Linked DNA regions of Triticum aestivum: region 1 is linked to region 2. Evidence: chromatin contacts called from public Hi-C data. All regions are on one chromosome and are shown on one strand. The core of a region is the stretch at or near the end of the contact, and the rest is flanking DNA. Distances in the headings are between cores, read along the strand shown.

Region 1 (5,739 bases), core at 1,891-4,390, 290 kb after region 2:
TGACTTGGGCACATACTGAATAGTGAATACAGTCAGCTGATCCCATCCACTTGATTACGGACGGATGACCACAAACGGATCAGTTGAAGCGACTCGAGAACGCGCGCGTGGGGACACGTAGGCTTTGATACATTGCATGCATGCACCTACCAGCACCAGAGACGTCGTAGCATAAAGACACCAAGTCATGGCCTGCAGGATAACAAGATAAGCAACGGCTTTGCTGTCGATCGAGACGAAGAAACGAAGAAGATAAGCAAGATAGAACTCGCTGCTACCGCCAGCTCAAAAGAGGTGCGTGGGGCCGTGCCGACGCGGAATTTGTTTATCAAGGAAAGGAAAGAAGCAAAATGCAACCAAGTTCGAACACCTTCAACGACCTTCACCCGGCTACTGTTGCAGGGAAAGTAGTGGTGCCAATCTCCTACCTGGAAAATTTGTAGAATTCATATGAGAGTTCTGGTTGATACAACTAGGGCTCGATTAAAACTCAAAACTTGTAAAAATGAGTAGCTCATGACTCAACTCGACTCAAACTACATAACTAAGAGTTAAACCGGGTTTAATCTGAGATCATTAACTGAATGAGTTTAACGAGTTGAGCTAACGAGTTAGTAGTAACTCGTTAAGCTCATTAATGAGAAGAGACATGAGATAATTAAGTATCAATATTGTTGTTGATTGTTGTTATTTATGAAATGCACCAACTATTCGTTTAATGCAAATTGTTAATTGCTGTGATTCATGAAAAAAAGTTCATGTCTACAAGTATATATTACGAGGTTAAATATTCTTAAAAAATATTAATTGTATCGCAATACACATACATTGTTAAACAAGCTAACTGCGAGTTACATTAGTCGAGCCGTTTTAAATATAAGTCATTATGTTAGTGAGTCCATCCAAGTTAACTCGTTATCTTAACGATCTCTAACGAGTCGAGTCGAGCAAGTTATCAGCTTGGTTTTGATCCTTAGATGACATGGTACAAAAGTCATTTCCGACATTCTTGGAGATGGTTAAGCCATTCTAGCAGAGTCGTTATATTTGTGATCGCCATTGGCCATCGTGCTCCATATGGATATGGATGCTGCGGTGACTACATGCAAACATAGATTCATCAAAAAGGCAGCCTACATATTTTTCTTACATGTGTGTTTCACATGTCATTGACTACAATGGTTCTTCCCAAAAATCCAATATTCAGAACACATTTGTTTCAGACCTCAGTTCAATTTTATTCCCCACCTCAACGATGGAAGTATTTTAGTATTAGATTTCAATATCGATTTCAACTAGGTTTTCAACTAGGATTTACAAAATGGATTTCAAGAAGGATTTACAAGGATTCTCTACTAAACTATGAGCTCTTCCTCCTCATTGAAGTGACTTCACAGGCAGGGGTGGCTTCAGCTACCGTGACTTCCGTGGCCACGCGGTCGACGAACGCATGTGTGTCCTGGATACAGGATAAGGCCAAAGTCTTGAATAGTGGTGTTCATTTCTGCCAGATGGCATCGACATGTGGTAAAAGTACTCAAGGGCGGCGGGTAGGCGAGCACCGCCGTCGACTGATTCTGCCTTATGGCGCACTTCGTCCTCGACCCACTCAGAGAAGTCTCACGCCCTCTCCAAGATCTCTCTCTCTCTCTCTCTCTCTCTCTCTCGGCGCAGTCCCCTTCGGTCTCACCGGGAAAGGTCCACGGGGAGGGCGTGGCCACACCCGAATGGTGGAAGAGAGAAGAGGGGTAGTGGCCGACGAAGGGAGACGATGGGATGAGTGTGCCGACGCCAGGGATCGGGGAAGAGAGTGAATATGGTGGCATCGACAAAGGGCTCTGATGGGGGTTTATACCCACAAATGGGCGCGTTTCGATGGGAAACGAGGGATGGGGATTTGCCACGTGCGGGTGGGAAACAAGTGTGAAATGCGGCGACGGTCATTAATTGATGCTCTTCCCAGTGGACAAATGGGTGCGGCATCCGCAGGGGTGAAAGCGGCAGTTGTACGTACGGCGACGCCATTGACGGGGTTGCGCGGGGGACTAAGAGGTTGTGCTAAAACTTCCCTACGCCATTGACGGGGCTGCGTGGATGACGACTTTGTCAGAGTCTTAAAAACAGTTCCTACCAAAATTACCATATCGACAAGTTAAGATATCAATCACACCGATATACCACTAGAAAAATCAGGCTGATATAACAACAATGCTAGAATTGCTAGGGCCATGGGGCATGGTGAATCCCGGCACTTGCCGGTGGGAGGGCTCCGTTTGTATATGTTTCTTTGAATTTTGTTTGGTTTTGTGTGTCTTGCTCAGGAAGGTGAGACGACGGCAGCTTTCTGAAGATGGAATAAGGTTCTCCCCGCTCGTCTCGGTGGTGCGTCTAGCATGGTCGGATGGTGTGTGGATGTCTGTCTCTGGCGGATCTCACAGAATTCGGTCGGGGATTGTCTTCGGTGGATCTGCTCAGATCCGGTCTTCGGTCATCTACGTTCATGCGGCTTCAGGTTGGATCCTTCCGATCTATATCTCTCTTCATCAGCGGTGTTTGCTGTTCTGGTGCGCTGGTCCTATATGACCTTGACATGATGACTTCTCGACTATCTACTACAACAAGTTATGTCCGGCACCGACAAGGGAGGGACGGTGACAGTAGCGCGCCTTCGGCTCACTTCAATTCTTGTATTTACCGCTAGGTGGTCTATGGATTTGACTGTATCTTTTATTATTTCTGATGTTCATTCTAATGCTATAATTAAAGATGAATACAGAATGGAAGTATTTTCGGGAAAAAATTAGCTCGGCAGACGCCATCACGCCTTACACGCGGCAGAGCAGCGCGACTACGACTTCCTCGTTCCCAGGAGGTGCCGTGCCAGGCGCGGCTGTACTCCGTCACTGCCTCGCGGGGTCCACTCAGTGCCTGGGCCCACGGGTCAATTGCCATCTCCGTCGATGGTTTTTGTCTCCATCCAGGAGAAGCAAGTTTGCTGCTCCTAGAGCTTCGGCGCACGCTGGATCCCCCGTAACAGGAGTCCCGAAACAGGGCACAGTCTTTGTCAAACATCCGCCAAATATCTTTGCCAAACATTACCGTATCCTGCTAATGCATGTGTTAGCTCGCCATAAAAAACCAATGCATGTGGCCTTCTATAAGGGTCGGATACAGCACGGCAGATCCAACGCTTTGCCAAATTCTCCACGACCTATATAGAAACCTCTTCACGAACACTTTGCCATTTTAACTCACTGGTATAGGCGCTGCGCTCTCGTAGCGGGCTGTGTATAGCTTTGCGAACCATTGCTCGCCGTGAAGGGTCGAGTTCTTGAACAGCTTTGGCGATCGCGGGCGTACGTGCGTGCATGGCTGTGCTGTCGTCTGCGAGGCGCCTCCTCCCGTGGGGCCGCGCCCCGGCCGGCGGGGTCAGCGGCGGCCTCCGAGCTCTACTCGGGACGGTGCGTACCCGCGCGCTTCTCGTGCTTTTACAGTTGAGATCCCCGTCTACAAAGCATGGCCGCCGGGCCTGGCGCTTCTACTCTTCTTGTTTCCGTTGCGAGAGAAGAAGAGCATTTTCCCGTCTACTAAGATTTATCCATGTCCACGATGCTCTCACATCCTGCCTCCATGAGGACGATGATGAGGTCGATCGGAACTCACAGTAGGCGCCTTCTCGGTGTGCAGGACGGAGGCGGCGGCCGCTCTCTTCTCCCGTCCCGGTGGAAGTCGTCGCAGCCGCAGCTGGACCCCGTCGACAGGTGCGTGAGTGGCATGCAGGCTCATCGTTCCTTTCCGTGATTGGTTTCGATTCGTTTGCAGTTTGATCGATCGCCAATGGCTTTTAACATTTTGCGCCGTTCGTCACACTCAAACTTAACGCTTGAGCTGTCGCCACCGGGGCATCCGTGTGCGGTTTGGCTTGGCTGCAGGTCCGACGAGGAGGGCGGCGGCGACATCGACTGGGACAACCTCGGCTTCGGGCTCACCCCGACCGACTACATGTACGTCATGCGGTGCTCGCAGGAGGAGGGCGGCTTCTCCCGCGGCGAGCTCGCCCGCTACGGCAACATCGAGCTCAGCCCCTCCTCCGGCGTGCTCAACTACGGGCAGGGGCTGTTCGAGGGGCTCAAGGCGTACCGGAGGGCGGACGGGCCCGGGTACATGCTGTTCCGGCCGGAGGAGAACGCGCGGCGGATGCAGCACGGCGCCGGGCGCATGTGCATGCCGGCCCCGTCCGTCGAGCAGTTCGTGCACGCCGTCAAGCAGACCGTCCTCGCCAACAGGCGCTGGGTACGTACAACGTGGTGACCATCGGTGTGTCCTTTTATTCACGTGAGTGCACGCCATGCTCATGAGCCCTCCATGGCTGATCTCCGCACCGCAACCACCGCTGTCCTACGTTGGTTTCAGGTGCCGCCGCAGGGAAAGGGGGCGCTGTACCTCAGGCCGCTGCTCATCGGGAGCGGGGCGATCCTCGGGCTGGCGCCGGCGCCCGAGTATACCTTCATGATCTACGCGGCGCCCGTGGGCACATATTTCAAGGAAGGCATGGCGGCGATAAACCTGCTGGTCGAGGAGGAGATCCACCGCGCCATGCCGGGCGGCACCGGCGGGGTCAAGACCATCTCCAACTACGCGCCGGTAAACATCTTTCAGCCGGTAAATATCATCTTCGGGTGAATTTCCAGAAAATGTGACTGACCGGCCAGTGTTTTTATCCCATCGTCAGGTGCTCAAGGCGCAGATGGACGCGAGGAGCAAGGGGTTCGCGGACGTGCTGTACCTGGACTCGGTCCACAAGAGGTACGTGGAGGAGGCCTCCTCCTGCAACCTCTTCGTCGTGAAGGGCGGCGCCGTCGCGACGCCGGCGACGGAGGGGACCATCCTGCCGGGGGTCACGCGTCGGAGCATCATCGAGCTCGCCAGAGACAGCGGCTACCAGGTCGATCGATCAATGCACTCCACGTCCACCACGACTGTCCACCACCCAACTGCGCCGATAACAACGGACTGAAGCTTGTGTTGTGTGTTGTCTTCTTCAGGTCGAAGAGCGCCTCGTCTCCATCGACGATCTCGTCAGTGCCGACGAAGTGTTCTGCACGGGAACGGCCGTCGGCGTCACCCCGGTGTCCACCATCACCTACCAAGGGACAAGGTAAGTCCATCTCATGCAATTCGTCCGTCGAGCCGGGGCAAAAAGATCCAAGATGTCTGTTCGATTCAGTGCTGAGATGTGTACTGATTTTTGGGCGTGCGTGCAGGTACGAGTTCAGGACCGGGGAGGACACGTTGTCGAAGAAGCTTTACACGGCTCTGACGTCGATCCAGATGGGCCTGGCGGAGGACAAGAAGGGATGGACGGTCGCGGTTGATTGAGTAGGATAACAGCGTGGGCGCATGCGGCGCCGGAAGCATTCATCAGCATTTCTTATCATGTGTCTTGCCAATGTGAATAATAATAGTGATGGTGATGATATCTCGGGGATGTCTCGGCCCGAAGGGTGATGGTTTCTCTGATGCTACTGATTTCTTGGAAAATATGGAAAGAGAGAAATGCACGTGTGTTCCGTAACAACGCAGTTCCCGTGGGTGTTCTTGTTGCTCGAACTAAAAAGGAAGCTTCTCTGTGGGGTGACATTTTTGTGTAATATTATGCTGAGAGTGAGGCTTGTAATTCGGCCCCTGGCCTAGACCCTAAAAAGATTCTTCTTATTCAACGAAAATGGTAAGCCTTTT
Region 2 (6,250 bases), core at 513-3,012:
TCCTTAATTTAGCTCGGTGTTTCATCTACAAAAATGTAATTCTCGTGCTCACATTTAGTACACTCCTTGTAGAGCTTGTGTTATCGCTGTTTTGACTTTGTTTATCATGTAGGAGTATTATATCTTCTCGTCGTTCTATGCTAAAGCTAAAAAGTTGCACGGGTGGCGGGCTGGCGGCCATGAGTTGCTATCCTCTCTCAGCTAATGATATCTATGGATGGAACTGGCGCAAGTAATGGAGTTAATTATTATTTTTTGTTCTAGAACTTTCTGACGAGTGAGAGGAAAAAGGGGCGCACAAAAGTTATAGCTTTCTCACAAAAATCAATGGAAAATCTATGAAGTGAGTCGGAAGCAATTCCAAATTCCATGTTCTCTCCGCACCAACGAATGTCAACCGAGTGAGGTAAGTGATGAGGATGAGAGCAAAAGCAAATGCCACCAGTCCACTTCCACTCATAACAGGCCATGTATATATCCCGTTGGAAAAAAATAACAACATGCAACGTACAAATCATAGACGCAAAGGAAATATAGATATGTACTCGCTCCGTATGAAAATATAAGGCTTTTTCTGGCACTATAACAGTGCTAAAAAACTTATATTTTGATAGGAGTAGCAATTACTTCCTTCATTTGTAAATATAAGTTTCTTTAGAGATTCCAATATGAACTACATACAGGCAAAATGAATAAATCTACACTCTAAAATATGTCTAGATACATTCGTATCTAGTTCATATCGAAATCTACAAAAAAAACTTATATTTAGAAGCGGAGGGAGCAGATAATATCGATTGAAATGCCTAATAGGCGTGTCATGTCCCTGTTATGCAGACGTGGCAACACATTTTCTCCGCGAGGAAAATGCGATGACACTGGAGCAATACATGGTGCCAGTATTTTCACCTTTTTATTCTAGCTGATTGTGCAGAAAACTTTATGGAAATGACGAACAGTGGACGTTCACGACTAAATCACAAGTGGGCGAAAATGAAATCGCCTGTGAAAGATAAAGAAAACCACCACACAGTGCATAAAAGTGCTAAAACCAGCCAGTTAACTGTTCCTAAATAAGTGGATGCGTGCGAGTGAGTGAGTAGGACGGACGATCGACCTACTACTCTTTTTTTGAGGTCAGAACTCCCCAACCACGTCTCTCCCCCCGAAAGTTGGCCAATAGTGCGTGTGACAACTAGACACAATCACACACGGCAGCACCCTGGAAATCATGGCCATACACGGGCGAGCAAGGCAGCGCCGCGGCCAATGGGGACGCACGGGAGCCGGGGAGTGGATGAGACGCACTGCACACGTACAGTGACCCGTTTGCCAAGTTGGGCCGACAGGGAATAATTATTCGTCCATATATGGAGGAGGGCTGTGCGAGAAAGGAGAAAAGTCGGTGCGCCATGACGCGTGCAGGCACCACGGGATCACACAGCGAAGAGGAAACTCGCGACTAGTCGACGGCAGGGAGGGAGGCTGCCTGCTGCCCAAGCTATCTATCTATGGTTGGTTCTAGAGCGTCATCAGAAACTATTATTATGGGAGATGATTTTGGATAGGGACTGTGTGGTGATTTGGAGGGCACGACGGGAAGGTTTACACTACTGCAGCAGGCAGGCGGCCAACATCGGTTGTTGGAGGGGGCGGGGTGCCGTTATTAGTCAAGCACAATCATGCCACGGCCACTCCGTCGACTTGCTTTGTGGTAGTATTCTTCTCTGCCGTGACAAAGATGGCACGGTCGTCTTGTTCTGAAATGGGGCTTAGCGTCCTTGTTCCGGTGAGACGATGATGATGATTACTACAGAGTCTTGGGCCCTAGTGCAATCAGAGCTACTCGATGCATCCATCCACAGGAAATGCTTTTGCGCCCGTGTGTGTGTGTGGCCCCTTCAATTCTGAAAAAACGAGAGAGTGGTTGTTTATGTTAGCTCTGTCCTGACTGAATTGTTCCTCTTCAAACATGGCTCCAGGGACGTGATTTCTTCTTCTAGCCTCTAAAATGCTACCGCCTCAATACGTATTGTATGTTACGGCTGAATACGGAGACTCTAATTTGGGGCACTATGCCTTGGAATTTCTCACGTAGCTCAGGACTTATAAAGAACAAACGACGCAGAGGTAGACGCAGAGTTGTGAGGCGCAGACGATCCACCCGTACGTGCGCTTGCATGCACCAAATCATAATCGATATCATCATCATCCATCCCTTCAAAGGAATCGCGGGCACCCCCACATCGGGATAGCAAATCATTCGTGGGCGCCACCCTATCTGCTCCCCGTCCCACGTGTCACCACGCCAACCGGACGACTCGGAGGCCGACACACATCGCTTGCTTCGTCCGGCAGTTTCTGTTTTCTTCGTTTCCCTCCCTCCCTTTTATCTTCTTCTCCTTTTCCCTTTTCTATTTCTTCTTTTCTTTTCCTTTTAAGAGGATCTTTTTTTTGGGAATAAATGAAAATGATGGATCTTGGTTTTCTAGTTGTTGATAGTGATGCTTTAAGAAAATCTTCTATCCCTAAATAGATCAAGTTATAATACACCTGACTGTTTTTTCTAGACATGCAATCTTGCCACATAAGTAAATCATGCATGCAAGTCATAAATTATACATGTTTTTACACTACTCTATGCATGCAACGCCGCCACATCAACAATTCATACATGTTAGTCATAAGTTATTTTTTGCATTAGAATTTGTATCAACAATATATGTGTTGGACGATTGCAGCATCCTCCCTCCGATCCTCAATACTCCATGTATTAAAAAAATCCATTTCCCCTCGATATTTCGTGCCTCCACAACCAATCTTTCCATCTATGCCCCTTCTTGTTTAGTTTCGTCCCTTTAAGTTAGGAGGGAGATGGAAAGCTCGTGTGCATATAGTGGCTGTTGGCTGGGCGGTATGCGGAATGACAACCAATCAAAATGCCTATAGTTATAACTCAGCGAGATATTTGCAGATGTAGAGCACATGATTGCGTGGTAAAAGTGAAGTTTTTTTGTGTGGTTGGCTCTCCTTGGTATCCGAGATGAGACTTAAACTAAAGTAAAAGGACATGAGGCAGTACCCATTCATATTTTTGTTAGACATCCTTTTTAATAGCAATTCATTTTTATACTCTTTGTATTTTATTTTATTTTACTTTTTTTTTACTTTTGAGCTTACATTTGCTTCCCATTAGTTTTAGATGTTTTCATAGCAACTTTGATGCATTTGCTTTAGCAAGGTTCCCACAGCAACATGCAGGGCATCATCTTGTGATCTTAGAGAGTTGTGCATATGTTGGTTTACAACAACAAGTTGAGTAGGCTAAAGTTAAAAATCATAAGATCTCAAAAATCTAGTCATGATTCTAACACGTGGATAGCTAACTTACACGCACTTTGTCCATGATAAGTTCTTTGGTGATATTTCAGTCTTTCTTTACGGACTCCTCCCATGTTAGGTTTGGTCTAATCCGACCTCTCTTGACATCATCAAAACATTTTGATCTTATGCTATGAATCAACGTGTTTAGAGGTGTGCGTTGTTATACTTTATTGATTATGATTTATCCAATATCCTGTTTAATGGGGTAACCAAGACTAAGGAAATAATGAGCTAGCTTCCATCATTCAAGTCCAAATTATATGTCGATGAAAGACAAATCAGGAATTAAAGTACTTGTTCAAAGTATTATTTCTTAGAGCCCACCCAAGAGCGGCCATAGTTGTACCATGACAACACCTATTTGGTGAATTTTTTGAAATACTATTGGTTTGGATGTGTAAAATCTTCCAAAACAAATATAAGAAGATTGATGGTTTGCCTCGTTTTCTTTCAAACCATATAGAAGAACCACATGTGATCAATTACATACGGAAGAAAAAAATAGCTGACAGACGAGTTGGTACAAAGTTTATAAAAGCCTTATATCCATTCTTCCGCCTGTACATCCCATATTTTGCGAAACCATCCGTGCCAATTTTATCCGATAGTTTCCGCTGCCACAAGTTTCTGTTGTGCGAAGATCCAATTTGGAGGCCTGTTCCGACACCCCGTCGGAGGGGGAATCCATCACCCTGAGGCTTCTTCTTGAACCTTGTTGCCTCCTTGACCATGTGTGAGTAGTTCCTTTAGGACCTTAGGGTCCATAGTAGTAGATACATGACATCCTCCCTCATTTGTGATTCAATATGAAGTTCCTGTGGACCGCCTCACATGACTGAAAACCATAGGATGTAATCGCTATTGTGTTTGTTGGGATATGATGAATTGTCACTTGTGATAATATTGTTCACTGAAATCAATTGAATCTTTTAAAGTTTCTTTGTTGTATAATTGAATAGCTTTCTATGGTCTCTGATCTATTTGTCTTCTTTGGTGAATATTGATGGTAGTTCTTCAAAGGGGGTTGTTAATTATAGTGTGTCCATACCTTGTGGTGATCTATATCCTAATGAAACAAAGGGACAAGACACATATTGTATTGTTGCCACTAAGGATAAAATTATGTTTTTCATCACACTTGGATGATAGTTTCACTGTCCTCATTATGTCATTATGCTTATTGTAATGCTCTGTTCGCTATAAACTTAATAGTTGGAGATGCATGCTGGATAGCGGTCTTTGGGTGCAGTGATATGTCTCCAATATATCTACCCCGGAGTGACAACAACCGGGCCCACTCCTGGTGATGACCGTAGTTTGAGGAGTTCATGTATTCACTATGTGGTAATGCTTTGTTCCGGTTCTCTATTAAAAGGAGGCCTTAATATCCCTTAGTTTCCAATATGGACCCCGCTGCCACGGGAGGGTAGGACAAAAGATGTCATGCAAATTCTTTTAATAAAGCACGTATCACTATTTACGGAATACATGCCTACATTATATCGATGAACTGGAGCTAGTACCGAATCGCCCTAGGTTAGAACTATCACATGATAAATATCATCCAACAAGTCATCGATCCAATGCCTACTAACTTTTCATTATTGTTTCTGCTAAGTTACTGCTGCTATCATCACTGTTACACTTGCTACAAAATTACTGCTATCACTGTTACTGTTACTATTGCTGCTATCACTACTATCAAAACTATCAAACTACTTTGCTACTAATCAACTTGCTGTGTATAATTAATCTCCAAGTGTGGTTGAATTGACAACTCAACTGCTAATACCTTCAAATATTCTTTGGCTCCCGTTGTGTCGAATCTATAAATTTGGGTTGAATACTTTACCCTTGAAAACTGTTACGATCCCCTATACTTGTGGGTTATCAAGACCTTTTTCTGGCGCCGTCGCCGGGGAGCATAGCTATATTTGTTGAGTCACTTGGGATTATTATCATATTATCACTATAAGAATCTAAAGGATCCTAAGACTAAGATATTTTCCTCAAGGACGAGGGGAGGTAAGGAACTGCCATCCAGTTCTGCTTTAGATTCACCTTCTATTATGAATAAACTTGCAACACCACCACATGCTATTAATTCTGATATGTTGCAAGTTATTGATGATACGTCTACTATAAATGATGCTTATGATGATGCTAGTACCTTGCTTGATAATGATGATGTGCCACTTGGTGAATTTATTGATAAACAAATTGCTAGAGTTATACAACATGATGTTATTGAATCTGATGATGAGCTTGAAACTGAATCTCCTGAAACACCATCTAGAACTAGTCTTTCTAGATATGAATTGCCTAAGGTACCGGAAGGTTATGTTATGAGTGAAGAAACAACTAGAGATATTCTTCCTTGCAATGATAGAGATGATCTAGAGAAATTATTACACAAGTATAAAGAAAAATCTCTGAATGCTAGAATGAAGTGTGATCCTAAGTTTGCTACTTCACTTATCTTTATTGATGATAAGGATTATGAATTCTATGTCGATCCAGAGTTAATTACTCTGGTTGAATCTGATCCTTTCCATGGTTATGAAACTGAAACTGTTGTGGCACATCTTACTAAGTTGAATGATATAGCCATCCTTTTTACTCATGATGAGAAAACTCGTTATTACTTTATTCTCAAATTATTTCATTTCTCATTAAAGGGTGATGCTAAAGCTTGGTACAATACTCTTGCTCCTGGTTGTGTGCGTAGTCCCCCTGATATGATTTATTACTTCTCTGAAAAATATTTTCTTGCTCATAAGAAACAAGCTGCCTTACAGGAAATATTTAACTTTGTGCAAACTAAAGAAGAAAGTCTCCCACAAGCCTGGGGTAGGCTTTTCCAGTT

The links. A called contact is a pair of places that touch in the nucleus more often than the background predicts.
Region 1: a contact with region 2 is called in a Hi-C map of leaf, with 4 times the contacts expected there. The contact joins the promoter of LOC123085100 here to the enhancer-like site in region 2. A contact is called at or near these places in 2 of 5 Hi-C or Micro-C datasets (both in leaf).

What each region holds. Positions count from the first base shown.
Region 1 is chr4A:56,225,756-56,231,494 of IWGSC CS RefSeq v2.1, forward strand. LOC123085100 (branched-chain-amino-acid aminotransferase 2, chloroplastic) reads left to right here and starts at 3,141. Exons shown (of 7, transcript XM_044506681.1): 1 at 3,141-3,461; 2 at 3,688-3,761; 3 at 3,933-4,293; 4 at 4,414-4,644; 5 at 4,733-4,945; 6 at 5,046-5,158; 7 at 5,265-5,575. The coding sequence starts at 3,369. The coding sequence ends at 5,379.
Region 2 is chr4A:55,934,894-55,941,143 of IWGSC CS RefSeq v2.1, forward strand. No RefSeq gene overlaps it. Among protein-coding and RNA genes, the nearest start is that of LOC123085097, 55 kb to the left of the region's middle. Within about 2 kb of position 1,763, at least 2 of the 8 cell types and tissues checked have an H3K27ac peak or open chromatin away from gene starts, as enhancers often do. A contact at or near this core is called in leaf, where this site is marked.